3 separate regions of the Sus scrofa genome follow, and all the other regions are linked to region 3. Evidence: chromatin contacts called from public Hi-C and promoter capture Hi-C data. All regions are on one chromosome and are shown on one strand. The core of a region is the stretch at or near the end of the contact, and the rest is flanking DNA. Distances in the headings are between cores, read along the strand shown. Region 1 holds the start of ANKRD63 (ankyrin repeat domain-containing protein 63). Region 2 holds the start of KNSTRN (small kinetochore-associated protein). Region 3 holds the start of C1H15orf52.

Region 1 (2,934 bases), core at 56-2,555, 58 kb after region 3:
CACAGAAAACAGGGACATCAGTGAGGCTGAGATGTCTCTGGGAGGCTCAGGGAGGAGGGGCATGGCTCTTTGGGACCAGTGCCCCCTTCCATGTTCCTGCTGCTTCTCTCCTCCACCTGGAGGTGTCACTGCCTGGCTTGTCAGGCTGGCCTGCCACACACAGATTCCTAGGGCGCCCCCTCCCCTAGCCCTGGAAACAGTAAGAAAGGAAGAAAGAAATTTCCTTCATGCTACAAAAAAGGGAAATTGAGTCACAAAAGAAAGAAAGCCTTCTCTTCTACTACCTGAGTAAACAGGGAGAACGTTTCTACATCCTTCCTGGAGTTGGAGAATCTATACCCATCCTGGGTGACACTGAGGAGGGACTTCCAGGTCTGGGAGTGGGATTGGGCTTTTTGAGCTCTGAAAAACTGTGCAGCTCTTTTCCTGACACTCTCCAGCTTGCTGTTGCGTGCAGTCAGCAGGGCTGGTGTTATGGGTTTCCTTTTGCAGATGAGAGAATGCAGGCCTGGAGCCACACTGCTAGTAAATTCCTTCAAACTAGGACTTAACTCTGCTGTCAAATACTGTGACCTTTCTGTGACACCATGAGAGAAAATCAACCAAAAGGAAAAAGGGGGGGGGTTCACGATGTACACACACAGGCATCCATCACATGCTCCCCCCAGGAAAGAGAGGAGGGGGAGCCCCTGCTCCATGTTGGCATCCCTGGAGCCAGGGAGCTGGAGAGAGGAGAGGAAGGCTCATGGAGCAGGGCCTCATGCCCTGTCTGCCCCTCCCTCATCTGGGCCCACTGGCTTTTCCCAGAAGCCATACCTTCCCTCAGGCAGACCTGCTGCAAAGCTTCTGATTACTGCTGTGCCCAGGCTGAGGACACCTTTATTCTTCCCTTAATTTCCTGTCTTTCATAGGCAAGGACTCCTTAAAGCAGCCCTCAACACTATCCCCTCAAAGTATTTTTCCTGCTTCCATGCCCTTGCCTCAGTAACCCGAGCTGGAATGTCTGCTTTGCTTAACAGCCAGAGCCCACACATCCTTGAAGACCATCTCAGAAGCCCTGTCTTCAGAAGACCCTATCTCCCTTCCGCACCACTTCACCTTTTCATCTAGGGATGGTCTTGGTTTTGTCTTTAACAGACTTATTCAGCCCCCAGGCGATAAATTCTTTTTTTTTTTTTTTAAACGTCCCAGTTTTGTCTTCTTGCTTAAGAGGGGTCTCTTCTATCCTGAACCAAACTTCCCCCTCTGTACTTCCCACAGCTGGAAACTCAATACCGGGCTCATGACAAGTCTCAGTAAATTCTGTGGTCGCTACCTGACTCACTTCTTACTTCACAAATATCCATTCCAGCTCTACACACCCTCCCACCCTCTGCAGCTCTGAGGCGCTCTGTCTCCCCTCCACCAAGGCCTGCGCACCCCTCCCTCGCCCCCAGAGCAGAGCAGCGGGCCAGGGAGAGGGTATGTAGTGGTTTTCCCACGCCCTATAGACTCGTGCTCTCTTCTTCCTCTTAGAAGGGGTCAGCTAGTGGTCACGGTCAGAGCTCTGTGGTCTCGGAGTTGTTTTCTGCTTGAGAGGGAGACAGGGACCCTGGGGGGAGCCCTGCATGTTCCTCACTCTTTCTGGGGCGGCAGCGAGGAGGAGTTGCTAACGCGACTGCAGCATTCCCAGATCCCAAGACTCCCGCTTCGGTCGCTGCGTCTCGGCTCTGGCAGCTTCTCAGGAGCTGGCAGGCGGGCACGTTGTCGGGGTTGGAGACGTCTGAGATTGGAGCATGCACTTCTCCACCCCCAGCCCTGAGCCGAGTGAGCGTGTGCGGAACAATTGTGTGTGCGTGAGTGATTCGCTTCGAGTGGCACATCGCAGGCAGGCTGAGCACCCCCAAACCCGCGCAGCGCAAGTACCCCCTCCTTCGATTTGGCGAGTGATTTACTCCCGGTCTGCCTTTCGCCGCCAACTCCAGCTCGCTTATGGTCCAATTCTGCTTCATGAGGTCCCATTTCCTTACACCCGTACCGCTAGGGGTGGCCCTCGTCTTCCTCGACGGGCTCGGAGTCCCGCTAGTTTCTAAGGAGCCCAGGATACCGACTCCGCTAGGGGTGGAGGGTGGGGAGAGAAGACTGTGACTTTGGGATTGGCCCGGTCGAATGCATGTGGCCCCCTGCGTGCATCCCCAGCCCAGCCCCCGCCGCCGCAGCCCCGGGGAAGCGCGGAGGAGGAGCTGCTCCCCGACGTCTTGGCCCAAGTGGGGGGGGGGGTCAGGGGTGGTCTCCGCCGCCCCGTCAGTTTTTGCCCTGACTGCCTGCCCGCTTTCAGGGCAGCTATTGCCATGGAGACCCCTGAGGCTATAAAGCCAGGTACCCAGCCGGGCTGCCGCTCCCTTGCCGCCGAGCCCCCCAAGTATGGAGCAAGCGCCCTGGTGTGGCCCGGCCCCCGCTAGAGGGGAGGAGGCGGAGAAGCGGCGCCAGCAGATTGAGGAGCGGCGCGCCCCGCCAGGGCTGGAGGCAGCCGCGCACGGCTGGCGCCACCGTCTCAGCAGGGGAGCGGGGCTGCCCCGGGTGCCGGTGAGTGGCGCGGCTTCCAGCTACGAGGGACTGAGGGGCACTGGACAAAGGGAAAGCAGCGGAAGAGTCAGGAGGGTCCGGAGCTTCGGCTCCCGTCGTCTTGTGGCGGGTCAGGCGCGGAGCCCGGAGTAGCGCGCAATCTACACCTCCAGGCGGGAAGCTCGGGGAAGGAGCAGTGAGACGCCAGGCGTGCTGCCCAGGAACGGCGAGGCAGCTGGAGGACAGAGCGGGAAGCTCAGGACCTTCGGCCGCCACCGCCCACGCGCGGAGGGAGCCAAACGCTAGCGCCTCGGAGGCGGAGCCCGGAGGGGCGCAGGAACAGGGGCGCCCCCGTGCGGAGCTGCCGGGCCGCCTGGGCGCGGCGGCCGA
Region 2 (3,136 bases), core at 406-2,905, 44 kb before region 3:
AGCACTTTAGGCTTTTGGAGAAAAGCCTATTACTTCACAGGTCAATCCTGCTAGTGCTCATCAATCAACTGCGTGGAGTCACTGGGAAGGGATCTTAACCAGCTGCTTCAAAATCTCCCACCAAAGGTGCTGATGTTTGAAGCCTGTTCTGGGCTACAATCTCTAGATTAGGCAGCTCCACACCTGCAGGCTCTAGGCGATGACTTGCAACCACAAACCAAAGAACACAAAGCCTGATGGCAAAGCAATCAAACATTGCTTTTAACCATGTCTCTTCTTCCAAGGTTCCCAAATACTAGCTAGGCCTGTCCCTTCTCTCTCACTTCACCCAAAAAAATGTTTATTATGTTCTATGTGAGACACACTGTACAGTTACAAATGTGAACCAGATACCATGTGAACCGACTGCTTCTCCCTAATAAGTATCCTGTCTTTCAAATGACTCTCTTTTCCCCTCAGTCACAACAAACCCAGTACCTCCAGATACCCCAAGTCTGGAAATAAAACTGGCAAATGTTTAAAAAGGGATTCCTAGCTTAATGGGATAACACTATAAAATAATCATCAACTTAAATCTAATTGGTGAATGCTCAGCTTGGGGGAATCCGGATATAGGGCGAATCTACAAAGTCCCACCATCTGGCTCTTTCCCTAACTCCCATAAGTCTAGACAGTCCGGTTCTAAGGGAGTTAGTGGGCTCTCAGAGCCGACAGAATGCCCTTCCCTGCCGACACCCTCCATTCTCAGCTGCCAATTTGATTCCTCGTACTCCCTGGCCTGACCACCCCAGGCAGCGCCCTGGGGGCGGGGGTGGGGACGGCATAGGCACCCACCTGCGGCCAGACAGCTGCTCAGCACAGAAGTGGGCTGCAGGGTGTACACTGTCTTAACCACGCTGGTCATCGTAACGAGGCAGCACGACTGGGGCCTGGAAGGCACAAGCTGAATGTTACCCAGGGCTGGCCCAGGGAACCCAAGCTGACGGAGGGCCCCAGGAGAGCACGACGTGGAATAGAGAAAATTCTTCAATTCCCAGTCCATCCCATGGGCCTCCTACACCCAGCCAGTCTCCAGACCCAGGAGAGCCGAACCTAGGCGCCTGCTGCTCCTGCCCGCAGGCCTCGTCACTCGAGTTCAAAAGATGCCGGGCAGCAACTGCCGTAGCGCCGACAGAGTCCGCCGCCTCGGTTTCAAATGGAAACTTCCGGTGGCCTGGCGGGAGGGGGTGCGGTGAGCTCCCTGTAGGCAGCCATGTTGTACGGAAGCCACTACTATGGGTGACGCCTTTGGGGGCTGCCATGCTGTACGGAAGGTCCAGAGTGGAGGGGCGAGCTTGAGCTTCCTGGCGATGGGTGTGAGAGCCCCCAGGTCTGGGCGGGGGAGGGGAGTGGTGCACTTCGCCGACTTGAATGGAGCTATGAACCTACCAGCGTCATATTCTGGCCTTGGGACGCAAACGCAGTCACCTTTAGAGTTCATGTCACAATCCTTTTCTTTATTTGGTCTGTGATTGTCAGGGGTGTTGCATGATGCTCAATTGCCAGGAGCATAGAGGTGGGTGGGCCGAAAACTACACCTTACGGGGTGGAGAATGGTAGAGTTAAGAAACCAACTAGTATTCATGACGATGCGGGTTCCATCCCTGGCCCGGCTTAGTGGGTAAAGATCTGGAGTTGCCCTGAGCTGCAGTGTAGGTGGCAGACGTGGCCCGGATCCCACGTGGCTGTGGCGGGCAGCTGCACCTCCCATTCGACCCCTAACCACAGGTGCGGCCCTAAAAAGACAAAAAAAAAAAAAAAAAAAAAAAAAGTCTAACCTCCTGGACTCTGCCCTCTAGGAAACAGCAAATAATCTCATAAACTAGTCAATGTGTCTCAATTCAGCTGTAAAAAAAAGTTTATATTTACCAACTGTAGTAAAACTATGAGGGAAGAGGGAAAAGCAAGGAAACCTAGTTTATTTTAATTTATTTATATTGGCAGCACGTGCAGCATGCGGACCAGGATGGAATGTACCCCAGAACAATGAGCAGTAACAACTCTGGATCTTTAACCCATTGCACTACCAGGGAACTCCAAGGAAACCTAGTTTGTTTGTTTGTTTATTGCTTTTTAGGGCCGCACCCACTGCATATGGAAGTTCCCAGTCTAGGAGTTAAATTGCAGCTACAGCTGCCCGCCTATGCCACAGCCACAGCAATGTTGAACTGTTTCTGCAACTTATACCACAGCTCATGGCAATGCCAGATCCCCAACCCACTGAGTGAGGCCAGGGACTAAACCCTTGTCTTCATGGTTACTAGTCAGGTTTGTTCCTGCTGAGCCACTATGGGAACTCTCAAAACCTAGTTTAAATTGTAGTTCAAGGAAGACATCAGAGGTGATGTTTGACTAACAAAGGATGAGGAGGAGTTAATCAGGTGAACAATGGGGGAAGAGGAGAGAAATGTGAAATCTCAAGGTAGGAATGGGCTTTTCCTAGAGGGACGAAAAAAGATGGGAGAAGAATGTCACCGTCAAAGCTGGAGAGATAAGCAGTCAAATGACAGTCAAATGGTCTATCTTTGTAGACCAAAGATAACCAGGTTGTAGTTCAAATATAAAGAGATTTTTTTCCTTAAGAGTAATTAGAAGTCTTTGAAGTATTAGAGCAGGAGGGTGCCATTCAATTTATATTTTAAAAAGTTCACTGTGACTACTACTCCATGGAGAATGGACTGAAGGAGAGCAAGAGTGAAATTAGAGAGAGTTGGGAGGCTACTGTAATTAATCAAGTGAGAGATGATGGTGGTTTGGCTGAGATGATAGTGGTGGTGGAGATGGAGAGAGGCAGACGCACTTAAGACAGCTTTTGGAAGCAGAATCTCAGGACTCAGTATTAGACTGGATATGGGGGAAGGAGGGGTAAGGAAGAGGGATAGTTTAAGGATGACTCCCAGGCTTGAATAATTGTGTGGATAGAGTCATTATTTTGTGTTTGGGGGGGTGGGGGCTGAAAATTCAGCTTTGAACATGGTAAATCTGAAATGCCTTTGAGACATTCCAGTGGAGCTGTCAAGCGGGCAGCTGGAAATACAGGCTTTGAGCCCAGAGGAGAGTCTGGGTTGGAGATATACTATTGTGAATTATGAGTATT
Region 3 (2,717 bases), core at 34-2,533:
TACTATTTTGTATTAATTTTTTTCTGCCCTTTTTTCTTTTTTTTAGGGCCCCATTTAGGGCATATGGAAGTTCCCAGGCTAGGGGTCAAATCAGAGCTACAGCTGCTGGTCTACACCACAGCCACAGCAATGCCGAATCTTTAACCCACTGAGTGAGACCAGGGATCGAACCTGCATCCTCATGGATACTAGTTGGGTTTGTTTCCGCTGAACCACGGTGGGAACTCCAGAGGACATATTACTATTGAACCAGGTGCTCCTGATACCAAGGGTTGGGATCTAAGGGTTGGGATCACCAGACAAGCTGCTCCCTTGAGCAGAGACAGCAGCCTCAGGTGTACTGGGAAGATGTGGGGAGAAATTTTCCCAAGAAAAGCTGCATCCTTTCTCAGGATCCGAGAGGCTGAAAGGACTATCCCCGGAGAACATGGCCAGGAAGGGCCCAGAGTCAGGAGCCTGAGCTGTGGTGGCACAGGCCCTGCAGGAATTTCCCCATAGCAAGGGAAGCAGCTGTACTTTAACATACAGGCCAGGAGTTCCTGTTGTGGCTCCATGGGTTAAGAACCTGACATAGTGTCCTTGAGGATGTGCATTTGATCCCTGGCCTTACTCATTAGATTAAAGATCCGGCGTTGCTGCAAATTCTGGCATAGATCACAGATGTATCTCAGATCCCCTATTGCTGTGGCTATGGTGTAGGCTGGCACCTGCATCTCCAATTTGACCCCTGGCTTGGGAACTTCCATAGGCTGCAGGTGAGGCCCTACAAAGAAAAAAAAATCAAAATAAAATACAGGCTATGTTCCACCTAAGGAATGCATGACTAATAGTGTTATTTTAGGTATGCAGTAGTACTTGGTGGCTTAGGGAAAGTGAGCTTCTTGATCCCTTTGAATTACTTAAATCAGCGCAGATGAGGAGAGTGAGGTGAGGCTCATTTTGAGGGTGGGGGGTGGGGGTGGTCCCTCATACCAGGGAGTGCAGTGGGCTGGGCTGTAGGTCTTTATCTACTAATGGGAGGGACAGAGGCCTCCTAGGTGCCCCTCTGTCTGCAAGCAGGACCAGGCAGGGGTGTTACTGGGTCACAGGGCCTGGGGCAGCCAGGCCCTCTATGGGGGCTTAGCCTGCCAGGAAGAAACCCCTACCAGTCTGTCTGGGGACGCTGGGGCAGGGAGGTGCCGGGCAGGGCCAGCTGGCTGCTGGTGCCCTGGGTCCTCGCCCTCTGAGAGTGGATGGGTGGGGGCAGTGGCCGCGGAGTTCCTGGCTGGGAGCCCAGAGGAGTCTTTTGTAATCACAACATGATCTCGTGTGCTGAGCTGCAAAGCCGGCAGGGAGAGACCGGCAGAGGCCCGGCTCTGTGGCTCCGGCTTCCCTCCCGCTCTGGCTCCCCCAAGACTGTTCTGGAATTCTCTCGGTGCCCTCTGTGGCCATGCACTCGGCTGTGAGTGGCACCTTGCCTTTGGCGGGGGGCTTCTTGGGGCTGGGACATCAGGCGGCCACACTCTGGGGCAGCTGGGGACAGCTGGGCCTGGGAGGAAGAGGGCTGTGCCGGGGCGGGTGGGGGAGCTGGGCAGGGGCATTGGCCACAACGGAATCTCAGCAGCCAGAAGAGAGGGACCCAGGGATCTCAATGCCGAGGCACCCTGTTCCCAGGGCGCCTCCTGGGCTGGGCCTGCCCATGGAGCCGGCTCCTTCCTGCCCCGACTGCCAGCAGCTCGCAGCCTAGAGAGGTTGGGCCTGTGGGAGCGCTTCTTTCCCACAAGCTGGGCACAGGCCTGGGGAGTGGGGTGCAGGGCCTGGGAGCCCAGGACGGAGTAGGGACCTTTCTCTTCACTGCGGTTCTGGGCCTGGGAGCCAAACAGCTCCCCCCGACCTCCTGAATCCCCTGGCAACTTCCCAGTCACGGCAGGTTCCGCTGCCAGAGCCATTTATAACTCCCATTCCAGGCTCTGCTCAGCAGTGGCGCTCCCTGGAGAGCCTGGGGGAGGGGCAGCCAGTGCTGGGAGCTGCGGGCCTGGATATGAGGCCCTAACCTGAACCCCGGAGGAGGCAGAGAGATGGACAGGCAGGTCTAGCGGGGTGGGGGCTTGGGGCCTTCCATGGGACCCTAGCTCTGGGTCTGGGGTCTCTTCTTTGGGTGGTAAGAGTATGGTTGGGTGGGTATGTGAAAGCTGAGGACCTAGGAAGGCCTGGGCCCAGGAGTCAGGAGCTTGGGCCCCCTGCCCTCAGCAGGGGCCTCATGGGGCTGAGTCCCCGATGAGCAGGCAGGAGGAGAAGGATGCAGAGCTGGACCGGAGGATAGTTGCCCTTCGCAAGAAGAACCAGGCCTTACTGCGCAGGTACCAGGTGAGTGGGCTGTGACGGGCCGGGAGGACTGACTGAGTTGGCCTTCGAGATCTGACCTACAGACCCCTGCATGGTGATCTCTCCCTGCAGGCTCTGGGCCTGGGGCCAGGAGTAGGGTGGGTGTGTTCCATCTCAGAGGCTCTGAGAGGGTCTTGGGGACCCCATGATGGGGTGCCTCTGCCCCTGGTGTCTCACCGGTGTTTCTCTGTGTAGGCCTGTCAGTGTCTCTGTCTCTGTGCATCTGGGGCGGGTATGGCCTGTGCTGACCCCAGGCCCTCCTGCAGGAGATACAGGAAGACCGTCGGCAGGCGGAGCAGGGGGGCATAGCGGTGACCACGCCGGAGCTCCTCCGTCCTGACGGCCTCACTGTC

Evidence for each region. Promoter capture Hi-C pulls out the DNA fragments that hold promoters and counts their contacts. A called contact is a pair of places that touch in the nucleus more often than the background predicts.
Region 1: a contact with region 3 is called in a promoter capture Hi-C map of liver, with 2.9 times the contacts expected there. The contact joins the promoter of ANKRD63 here to the promoter of C1H15orf52 in region 3. A contact is called at or near these places in 1 of 5 promoter capture datasets (liver), 4 of 47 Hi-C or Micro-C datasets (embryonic fibroblasts, epiblast stem cells, fetal heart ventricle and 1 more) and 2 of 2 datasets of contacts at active chromatin or transcription factors (alveolar macrophages and skeletal muscle).
Region 2: a contact with region 3 is called in a Hi-C map of liver, with 2.9 times the contacts expected there. The contact joins the promoter of KNSTRN here to the promoter of C1H15orf52 in region 3. A contact is called at or near these places in 5 of 47 Hi-C or Micro-C datasets (embryonic fibroblasts, epiblast stem cells and liver) and 2 of 2 datasets of contacts at active chromatin or transcription factors (alveolar macrophages and skeletal muscle).

Annotation. Positions count from the first base shown.
Region 1 is chr1:131,031,314-131,034,247 of Sscrofa11.1, forward strand. ANKRD63 (ankyrin repeat domain-containing protein 63) reads left to right here and starts at 1,306. Exons shown (of 1, transcript XM_021097815.1): 1 at 1,306-2,934. It overlaps PLCB2 (1-phosphatidylinositol 4,5-bisphosphate phosphodiesterase beta-2), which reads left to right. Exons shown (of 32, transcript XM_021097762.1): 32 at 1-551.
Region 2 is chr1:130,928,517-130,931,652 of Sscrofa11.1, forward strand. KNSTRN (small kinetochore-associated protein) reads right to left here and starts at 1,656. Exons shown (of 9, transcript XM_005659751.3): 1 at 1,093-1,656; 2 at 835-929. The coding sequence starts at 1,301.
Region 3 is chr1:130,973,352-130,976,068 of Sscrofa11.1, forward strand. It overlaps C1H15orf52, which reads left to right and starts at 1,284. Exons shown (of 12, transcript XM_003353393.4): 1 at 1,284-1,353; 2 at 1,356-1,441; 3 at 2,233-2,346; 4 at 2,631-2,717. The coding sequence starts at 1,299.